2 separate regions of the Hermetia illucens genome follow, and region 1 is linked to region 2. A link is a contact called in public Hi-C data. All regions are on one chromosome and are shown on one strand. The core of a region is the stretch at or near the end of the contact, and the rest is flanking DNA. Distances in the headings are between cores, read along the strand shown.

Region 1 (5,819 bases), core at 263-2,762, 150 kb after region 2:
GGCGTACTTGTTCCTTTTTCATAGAAACCACAACGCAATGCTTGCCATCATCACCCCTGCCCTCCCCTTTCCTGTTTGCCAGTTTTCATTAATACGTATCATTACACTTACACATTTTGGATTGGATTGGATCTTCGTAGATTCCATCATCTGATATCAAAAGGAAACACATAAGGAATCCTTTTAAACATGGTTCAAAGAACTTCCCACTAGAGAGACGCATCCCTGCTTCTCGTGATGATTGCAAACATTTCTTCGACAATCCTTACGCAAATTTAATCTGAGAAGTGTAATGACGGGCGCAAGAGAGCCGATGCAAACTATTAACAGTCACGCTCCCCTAAAATATTATGGCGCCTCAGTAGGGTTTAGTTTTGAGCCCCACTCCTGGAAGAGACAGAAAGGGAAGAAAGGAAGGAACCAGCAAGAGCCTGCTTCTCTCCAAAACCTACTCAAATACTTTTCACGGCGTTGAAGACCTGGTACTGGTTACGTGCCGATTTCATGTGGGGCATAAGTCGGGCGCCTAGAAATTCGGAAACTTCGTTGCTTTTCTTACAAACGGGGCGTAATGATGCTACATAGTTACTAAGGTCTACGTCCGGCCGAAATTTTCGCTGGAGCACGGTTCGCCCTCGAATCCAAACTCGTTAAGAGTTCTTTGGATTCTACAGGTCCTGTGTGTAGATATGCCTGGGAAGTATCTGAAGAAATTTCTATTTTCTGCTGTCTGGACTTAGCAACCAACCAGAAAGTCGACCCCCAAACAACATTTGTTCCTCAGCAGAATTTCGCATTTTTCCGACTATTCCTCTTAAAGTGTTGCATTTCCTTATGTAGTACTAAAACGCGGGACCTAGAAGTTTGGCACTAGAAAAGAATGCGCCCACCACCCTGGCCATCCAGAAGGAGGGCTCAGGTGCCCCCTCCTCCCCGCTAGAAAGTTAAATTACTGCTGCATAACTCACATTTCCTTTCCGGGCAATCGCTTATCCGTTTTATATCCCTTTCCAGTTGCTCAGGCGAACGTTGCACATCTCCCCGGGACGGCAAATGGCGCGACGAGTTAATCCCTTTCCTGTTCCTCGCGGCCCCGCTCCTTCTCTGCACTGCAAGTACGAGTGTAATTCACGACTCACCGCCGCGTTTTATCTCGTTCATGGAATTGTCCAAAAAACACTGCACATATCGCGCGCACATGGAAGCTCACCATACACACACGGACACCGCGCGCTACGTCACTATCCGTCACCACGTGAACGCAAGCCGCAAGCGGGCGGAAACGGGCAGCAGCTGACGCGTTGGCGATGGGGGCTTGGAGCGCGATCTACCCGGCCGGCGGGGAGGGGAGCGGGCACGTTGGACGATGACCGATTTCTGACAGCGAATGCCACCCTTGGCGGGGCGCTCTGATTACTTCGGACGTTTCGCTAAGTGAACCGTGAGCCGTCGTGAGCTGAGCGCTCGCTTCGCAACACATTCGCAGGTTTCGACTGAACGCCTCGAACTGTGGCGAAATGTTAAGCCGCCCGGCTGCCAGGCGGCTAGATCGTGGTTGTGTTGGAGCCGGGGAGCTTCGCGGCGAGTGGATTTCGCGCTCTGGCGCGACGCCTTCGGTCATAAACTCCAATTCGCCGCGCTCCACCGTGTGTCGTCATCGCTCACTTTTCGGATGTTGCCAACAACGTTGAGTATGTGGAGCTTATGCCGAGCTTTTAGTTTAAGCACTTTTTTCTAACGGGTTTTCAACGGAAAATTCTAGTATTTTACTAGAAATTTCATTTGACCAATTGGAGTTAGCTGTTTGACTGTTTCTTACTAATCCAGCTTCTGATAATAAGCTTGAATTTGTTCAGGCTAGTAAGCCACATTCTCTTTTCGATTTTTAGTTCAGACAATTATGGTAGAAGTGAAATGAAATAATGCAATTGTTTAACGCTTAAGTGGGTCATCGCGTGTGTCGGGTTGGAGAAATCGAATTGTATCTATATATAGTGGAGAATATGTGGGCAAAGGGATTTTGCGATATTCCGAGTCGTTCAGAAATTACAGGGTTAAACAGGTAAGGAGTTTGCAGCCGCGGCTAGAGTACTCGATGAGAAAGAGCATCGAATCTTTTTTACCTGTTAGTTCTTTACCTGAGCCTTATAAATTCGAACACAGGTATAAATATCATATAAAAAGATGGAAAATCAATCAATTGTCTAAACTTATTTGCTGTTTGAAATAAAAAAGATAATCCAGTCTAGAGTGAGCACTGAAAGGCTTTCAAGCTATACTCAGGTATATTTTGTTGTAAGTATTGTACTGTTTGTGTGTTCAGTGATTTTTTTAAATGGATCGTACGAAGGGAGATCCTTCATCACGCGTCATGCTCGTACTAAAAAACGAGTATTTCATGGGAATCGACACTTATCAAAGAAAAAAAAGGACTTCGCATCAACATCAGCAAAGAAACTTTTAGTAAGCATGAACATGGATTTTCCAATCGCGATAAGTTTTGTATATTATATATTGGATTTTGCGGGAGTTTTCTCCGGTATTTCTGCGGATTTCTGCAAATAATAAAATATACGTAGTGGTACGCATGTCGAGAAAATAATGGGAACGCGGCTTAAAAATTTAAAGAAGAATCACAAAGGCATTGGTGGAAAGGGCTGGAAAACTTACTGATAAGGTTATTAACGACCTCACTACATTTTTTGGGCTAGCTATTCGATAGAAGGAATGGAGCAAGAAATTTGGGCAATTTTCTTCCATCAATGTTCTACAGACGAAAATACTCAGCATCACAATTGTCCAGCAGGCGAGGACAGTTTTGCAAATGGCGCAAAGCGGAAGCTAAAGGAGCACTGGATAGTTTCCACCACGAGAAGGCACCTTTGACTGAAGAAGTTCAAACAGCCATCAAACCAATCTACGAAGATTTCTCACGAGATGATCTCTTGAACAGATGTTTAGAAGCAAAGACCCAGAATAACAATGAGTCGTTAAATGCATTGATCTGGACTTTCGCTCCTAAACACCTTCATTCTGGGGCCATGGTCGTAGAAATAGCCACTTTTCTGGCTTTCTATCTTTATCCAGTCCTCCAAAATAATTTTTCAAAAAAAGGCAAAAAAACGGCCTTCACACGGGATGACCTCCTTCAGTCCAAAATGACCCCAACTGGAAAAAGGCAAATAAATAGTATCACAGTAGTAAGTTTTCCGGATTTGTTTTGAAAATACTGTTTAGAACAAAATGGGGAAGGAAACAACAGTTGAAGAGCGAAAAATTATTGTTAAGGTTGTTTATGAATGGAAAACTTACCGCGAAATTGGTAGAATCGTCGAAAGATTATGTTCATCAGTGAGACCGATTATAAACAAATGGAAAAATGACGGAAAAATAGACCCGCTAAGGGGCGAAAAAAGCTACTAACGCCTCTCGATCAATAGTATATTCAACAGCAAATCAATAAAGAACCAAAAAAGCCCATAAGCAACCTACGAGCTGAAGCCTCCGTAATGATCCACAAACCCATTTCTAAGCAAACGGTACGAAGAACGCTCCGGAATCACGACTTTAATGGAAGAGTTTCTCATAGGAAGCCATTCATAACCAAAGTTAATGAAATGAAAATACTCGAATTTGCTAAAAAATACGATTATCAGAGTCCCGATTTTTGCAAAAAATTTAATTTGAAGCGATGAAAGTAAATTTAATGTATTTGCCCCTGATGGGAAGCAAATAGTTTGCAGGAATGCAAATAGAGCCCTGAAGAGGAAAAATTTATCAGCAACAGTAAAGCACGGTGGCGGTGGAATTATTGTTTGGGGGTGTATAACTTCTGTATGGTGGAGTCGGAAATTTGGAAATTATCGATAGAATTATAGACCAGTATAAATACTTAGATATATTAAAACCCAACTTGAATCCTAGTGCTGCCAAATTGAATATAAAGGGCGTGTATTGGTTCCAAGAAGACAACGATCCCAAGCATACGGCGCACAACGTTAAGCTCTGGTTGCTGTACAACACCCCGAAACAACTCAAAACTCCCCCATGTTCACCGGATTATAATCCAATTGAATATTTGTGGTCATTTTTGAAAAAAAGCTATCCGCAAAGTGTCCATCACTAACAAAAATATGTTAAAAAACGTAATCCTTCAAGTACTAAAAGGGCAACAAGACTGAAATATTACAGATTTAATTTCTTTGTGCCTTCAATTTTGTGTTGCATATTTTGCTTTTTAAGGTTGAGTGTAAAACAACAAAAATCGATTCACTCTTTGTCTGTCTGTCTGTCACACGCACTTTTCTCCAAAACGGCTAAACCAATCCGAACGAAATTTGGTGGACATATGGGAACTATGAAATCCCACGCATACAGCGATTGACGTAAATTTAAGTGGAGTTTAAAGGGGAGCTCCCCATACATGCCAAAGGGAGATTTAAACAATTTTTCACCGGATATAGTCGTGTGGGGTATCAAATGATTAGTTCTTTCCGAAACTGATATTAGTTTTGGCGTGAATTGTAAACTGCCCGAGTAAATCATCAAAATGTACGCACTTAGAGTGAGACATGACTCATTTTTGGAAACTATCCGAACACTACTGTTAGTGTCAAAGTTATAGCAGTTCAAACTTATCAATTTCGTGCGAATTTACCGCATCCTAAGCCATACAAATAAGATGCTGACATCATAATTAACGAGAATAATTGACATTCGAATGAAATATTAAAATTCCATTCATGAAGAATCCACTTCTCCCCAGCCCTTTTTGTATCTGTTGTGAATAAAATTCTTCGCATTTGCTAATGATATTAGACTCAGAGTCTGAAGCGTATGAGGTTGACTATTATCGATACAGGGCATTCCATCAAATGATTTATTTAAATCGCTTTCTAAAAACTAGAGGGCAATGGAATTTTTAATTATGTGACATGGAGCTGTCATGCGCTCGTCGCTTCTCACATCTTTTTGTTTTTCTTGAGCCTTTCTTCCGTTCACAAGCGGGGTCGGCTCGTCGTGATCGGTTTCGCCTTTTTATTTTATGAAATGCCTGATTTGGATACAATTTCGAGGATTTTAAATGCTCCTCTAGTGTATCAAGTCACCGTTGTTTCGGCCGGCTTTTTGGTCGCTTACCATTGATTCATCTTCGATCATATGATCACGTATATCGCACTAACGAGAATTCGCTTGGCAATATTGGTCTGAACATCGAGTGGATGCCTATCTCGTAGTTGATTTCGGATGTGATCAAAACGTGTCACGCCGCTAGTCCAACACAACATCTTTGTCCCCATTACTGCAAGACGCCGTTCATTGTCTTTTATAGCCTTCCAATACTCAGAACTATAGAGTAAACTTTAGATTTGAGACGTTCGTTGATACGTCGATCACAAAGAAAGTTGTGGAATGCCTCTTCATCGAGGTTGCGTTAGTGCGTGAAGCAATTTCATAACGCAGTTCTCCATTGGCTGATAGCATTGACCCGAGATATTTAATTCGTTTAGTTCTGGGAAGGTTACTGAAACTGACAGTACTGAGCGATTTAAATATCTCGAGTCAATGCTGTCAGCCAAATACAACAATCGTTGGCGCAACAATCCATAATGATTCAGGGTCTCGAAGTGTGTTAGAGCACTTCATTCGAGACGTAACGGTACACTACAGTATAGTGTAACAGGCAATGCGGCCAGCATTATACTCTTCCGATATTATTATCCTGATTTGAATTAGGTAGTCATTCACAGCTGAGTTATCCGGCATCCAGTCATGATAACAAATCCTTCTGTTTTTAAGAAGCCAACCATTTGGATCGA
Region 2 (5,415 bases), core at 2,849-5,348:
TTAAACTTAATCTAAAAAATATGTCTTCCAGAGTTTCTGACTAGAGTCCTTGCGCCTGTTCAAATTTTACTGGAAGCCGGGAGAGAACTCGGGAGGCAGTAGTGGCATCCCAGGAGATGACAGGACGGATCCCATTGGAGCTGGTCGCTAGATTGATGAAATTCTGCGACAAGAAGACGCTATTATTTTTTCTCGGCTGCGATGCCAACGCTCATCACGAAGTCAGGGGAAGCAGCGACACTAATCGAAGACGTAAGTACCTTCTTGAATTTATTCTTAGCAATAAGTTAGAAATATATAATATAGAGAACACTCGGACATTCGTGATCAGCACTATATAAAAGGAAATAGACAAAACTCTAGCGAATACTCTTATGAATTGGCTGGTCACGAATTGGAGAGTGTCGAACGAACCCCCTATGTCGGATCACAGGATAATCAGATCCGACATTCAAGGTAACTCCGAAATAAAGAGAATAGTAAGGAATCCCAGAAGGACAGATTGGAACTCCTATGTAATGCACTTGAGCAACAACATGGTCCATCCTCAAAGGGGCAGTGATATCAGGAGCGAACTAGAACTGGAAATAATGATAGAGGACCTCAACACAGTTGTCACTGACGCATATGAGGCCAGCTGTTTGGGCAAGACAGTTAAGTCCATATAGCTAAGTGGTTAGAGCACAAGACTGTCGTACGGAAGATAGCGGTTCAAATCTCACTGGTGGCAGTGGAATTTCTATCGTGATTTGACGTCGGATACCAGTCGGCTCAGCTGTGAATGAGTATCTGAGTCAAATCAGGGTAATAATCGCGGACGAGCGCAAACAGAAGTATCGAGAGGTACAAAATCTATCGTCATGTATGAACACTACTCAAGTTTGTCCACAGGGCGAGGTACTATCACTGCTTATGCGAAGTATGGCAACCCCTAGAAGAACTAACAAACACTGGAACACAAGTACAGGCTTGCGTGAGTATCAGTGGGGCAATAAGGACATGACCAATGGCATCCATAGAGTCCTTTTGGGATTAATTCCTCTCTATATTCATATACAGATGCAGGCAAGGACGTAGGTCTTCAGAATGGCCGGGAGTAGTGAGCCGGGGAACTGCCTAAATCGAAGAAAAATTGATATTGTTTCTAGGCAATATCCCCAATTATTGTTGCCAAAAGATAACATGTGTCCGCATGGCTCAAGTGGTTAGAGCGTTGGGCTCTCGTAGCGGAAGGTCGCGGTTCAAATCTCAATGGTAGCAGAGGGATTTGTTATCGTAACTGGATATCGGATACCAGTCGACTCAGCTGTGAAAGAGTACTTCAGTCAAATCAGGGTATTAATCTCGGAAGAGTGCAATGCCGACTACATTGCTTGTAGTGTATCGCTACCCTCTTGAATGAAGTGCTCTAACATACTTCAAGGCCAATGTCAATGTGGATTGTTGCGCCAACCATTATTATTATTAAAGGATAGCATAACAACGAAGTTTCATCTCGATAAGAAATTTGAAACACATTGGAGTAACAGGGCAAATTGGGAGAGAATGGCAGTGGCAGAAACCAGTAACTGATTGGACTGATTGGCAGATCCCTCACAGTAGAGGGAGCGGACAACGGGGTGATTGGTGCAAAGAAAACGTACTTTGAATATGCAGAATAGTATATTCCAGCAGAAATATACGCCATAGACAGACGTGCGTCCTTCATCCTCCAACAGGACTACAGGGGGCAGAATATTGCTGGATAGTCTTGACCTCCTACCTGACATCATACCTACCCCTAGAGAAAAGATGGAAATACGGGTGACCGGTACATGTCGGGACACATTGGGAGTTCCCAGAGCCGTCAATACTTTTCAGCGACATCGATAGGTTTTGATAAGATATACATTAAGAGTCAGCTCCTTCGTGTCACTGGTCGGATAGGGTTCACTGAACAGGTATTAGAAGGCCGTGACGGCCTGAGTAGATCTGTCCGTGAGTTCCAGGATCAACTGAGGGTCAGTCAGGCTTCAGAGAACTGAGTTCCCACTGACCGCAAACTGGTCTGACTGCTCGTCGGCCAGTTGAAACCTAACTGGCCTGGACCTGACAAAACCATACTCTCTACAGAGTTGCACCGACCGATTAAAGATGTAGCAGATCCTGTTTGATACGCAGCGATGGAGTAGGGCTGAACGCCAGTAAGCTTTTAGGGATATCGACGGATGGCGGACCTTGGCGCAAAGCTGGGATATCTGAAGACAGGCCTATAACGAATACCGGTTGAGGAAAAATACCACCTGGTATTTTTCCCCAAAACCAACCCCCGTTTTCATGTAATTACTTGAAATGTTCCCAGAGCAATTTTATAATAATGCAAACGGTCCTTGCACATAAGCTTGCCCAGGCTGCCTATGGTGCAAGTAATCTGTCGTCGCTCGTTTCTGATTGGAGCATAATTGCTGTTTTCGTAACGCAATGTTCTAATATAGTGAAAAAATTCTCGACCTGCTGGACGCATGCTCTAGCAATGTTTTGTTTCCCCTACGTAATAGCCTGCGGTTGGCAATTTAGGCAGGCAACCTCAAAGGCCGCGCCTTTTTGTACATCTGAGGCAGGACGGACTAACAAGGGGTAGCTGGATGTTTACAGGAAAACAGGACCTGGCTTCTTAACTAGGAGCATTCCTGTAAATAGAATTTTCACATATCCAAAATTTCCTAGGATGTGTGAAAATAGGAAGTGGAGCCTCTTGGAGGGGCACCCAGTAGATTTGAAAACCTGAAATCCGTGAAAAAAAGAATCTCCGCGGGGTCCTTAACGATAAAATCATCCAGAATAAGAAAATAAAGCCATTAATAAAACTGAATTATCTTCTAAAAATAATCTTGCATTTATTGTACACTCCATTTGACGGTAAACTGGGCAGATTTATCAACCCAGGAGTCACCAGTAAGAATACCCTTTCCTTTATAAAAAACAAGTTTGGTTGATGGTGACATTTTTAGGTGAAGCCTGAGTAGCAACCTGGTAAGTAGTCGCCGCAACGAATACCCGATCCTTTGATTACATACCAAGGCATCTGACCCTTAAGTGTATAGACTCCTATCCGCCCTTCCCTATTTATATAGATGGCACCGAAAGCATCATCTGAAAAATGTGAGAAATATTGAAGAATGTTCCACGCAGCTGACTGATCTTTAGCTTTCATCAGACGACATGCAGCGCACAATGAAATGAGCTGCGAACAATTTCCAGAAACTGAAACGGCCCCTTTCGTGTTTTTGGCGTAAACTCCGCTGCCGATCAAATGTTCTCCGCTGATCCCGGCTTCCGTTTTACCGACCAACGCGCTACATGAGGCACCTGCAGCCATGTTCCCATATTCATCCATGGCAACCACGCCCACTCCACCGTGACATTTCTTCCAATCCACTTGCTCGCATCCGTCAGCATCTGAAGGTTTCCCTAATTCTCCAACTGGACAATCACATTTTGTATCCAGGGTCTTTTTACAGGCATTGGATATATCCAAGAACATCCTCCTTCCATGGACTGTTGGGACTCTACACTTTTCTGCAAATCTTAACGCCGATGTGCCTACCAAGAAGCAAGAGCCTAAAGATCTCTCCATAATAGCTCTGGCTACTGATATTGGATGTTTGGAGGAATCAATGCTGGAGACACATCCAAATTTCATATTTTTTCCCTCCATAATTGACGCGTGATTTTCAACCTGTCCATTGCGAGGATCATTCAAAATGGATTGACACCCACAGTTGAAAATTGGGTTTTCCTCAAGAAATTTTATTGTCTCTTCCACGGCGTCCGTAGAGGGCAACTTTAATTTCAGCAACTTGTAACTCTCCTTAGCAATCAGTTCGAGAGCAGACATGACTTTATCATAGTTCAAAGATAGGTGGCTTGCTCCCCCACGAACGACAATACAAGGTTCTTTTGCAGCCAGCGGTACACAGAAATGCTTGATGATTTGGAAAGCCATTTAAAATTTGATTAACTAAAATTTTTGAGCTTGACGAACCTAAAAGGACAAATTAAAAATATGACGAAAATTTCACGCACTGTGAACTTGACAACTAGACAACTGACTGACAACTTATTCGTGAATGGTGGTGAACTAGGATCGATTCAATTACTGCCAAAAGGATGAGAGGACCAATAAAAAGGTACCAAGATCGAACAAATCGCTCATCATTATCGTCCTAATACATTCCCCGTTACTCCCTAAAGTCGAGATATTGCCAACTTGCGAATGTGCGGGTTTCAACTGTCTTCAGTGCACGGGACTAATATTCTTAAAGTTTCCCCCAAATCAAATTAGTTTATGCGTGCTCAGATCAGGACCAGGATAACGAGGATATTATCTAAACGATGATGATCATAGATTCCTCCAGGAGCGCGACAGTCCTTAAGACATAAACCTTTTATTCTGGCTCTCCTACCATGTAAATGCTATCAGTATGAAACTGGCTGTCGACAGCAGCGTAAATTGGATATCGAGCGCGAGCAGCATAGCAGTCGAGTTTTCTACAAAATTGCACAGCCAGCGGACACCAAACACTGCCTTGGTAGTCGCTAATGGATTTTCCTAACCTTCCAAATTGCGACTTGCATCTGCTACGATACATTTTGGGAAACAGACTTTTGAAGGGGTCAAATCTGACTCAAGATGTAAACTCGTAAACATTTTGTGGCAGGTAGTTGGCATCATACCATAATCCAAAGGAGAATCTGTCAGGGAATGCCCTCTTACACTGGTCTATACATACAGGACATGACGTGCCGAAAGAGAATTCAAACTGTGGTGTACCGTACAAACGGTCCATTTGCAGATATACCATTAGCCATGAAACGGCTGGAAGAACCTAATCAACATCAATAACAGAAACTAATAAGTCGCGGCAGATTGATGGAAGTAGTCTAAATGAGACCTTCCCATCAGGCTTGGAGGGGGAAAAGAGAGGAATCACCTCTTCTTCAAGAAGTTGACAGAACATTTATCATCCGTAACAGACAAAATAGGTTCGATACTGGGTGATATATTTCGGCCGGGGGTCTCATCCGTGAAAACTATTGCTCCAACCTGAGAAGACCTTCTACTCAGTATTTTGACTGCATGGTTGCTGTTTAACATGGATTTTTCTGTTTCCAGACAGGAAATCACTCGGCCAAGGCGATCCTAAACTGCTTATCTTTTATGGCAGTGCGTGGAAGCTGACAAAGCAGGTTACCAAAAAAAGGTACCGATAACATAGTTCATGCTGTTCAGATGCACTAGATTGCGGTAATTTGGAATCACCGCTGTTAAAAAGAAACACATGTTGTCCAAAAAGGCGAAGCTTAGAAATCGAGGAACACCTTTATTTCAGAAACCGGAAGTGACTGTGAATATGTTAGATTATGAGTAACGGT

Evidence for each region. A called contact is a pair of places that touch in the nucleus more often than the background predicts.
Region 1: a Hi-C map of whole body shows a contact between it and region 2, with 3 times the contacts expected there. The contact joins the promoter of LOC119654644 here to the promoter of LOC119654645 in region 2. A contact is called at or near these places in 2 of 2 Hi-C or Micro-C datasets (an unstated tissue and whole body).

The regions. Positions count from the first base shown.
Region 1 is chr4:109,933,096-109,938,914 of iHerIll2.2.curated.20191125, forward strand. It overlaps LOC119654644 (lysine-specific demethylase 3B), which reads right to left and starts at 1,513. Exons shown (of 14, transcript XM_038060122.1): 1 at 969-1,513.
Region 2 is chr4:109,784,036-109,789,450 of iHerIll2.2.curated.20191125, forward strand. LOC119654645 (isoaspartyl peptidase/L-asparaginase-like) reads right to left here and starts at 4,099. Exons shown (of 1, transcript XM_038060126.1): 1 at 2,852-4,099. The coding sequence starts at 3,985. The coding sequence ends at 2,987. All of the region lies in intron 4 of LOC119654644 (lysine-specific demethylase 3B), which reads right to left.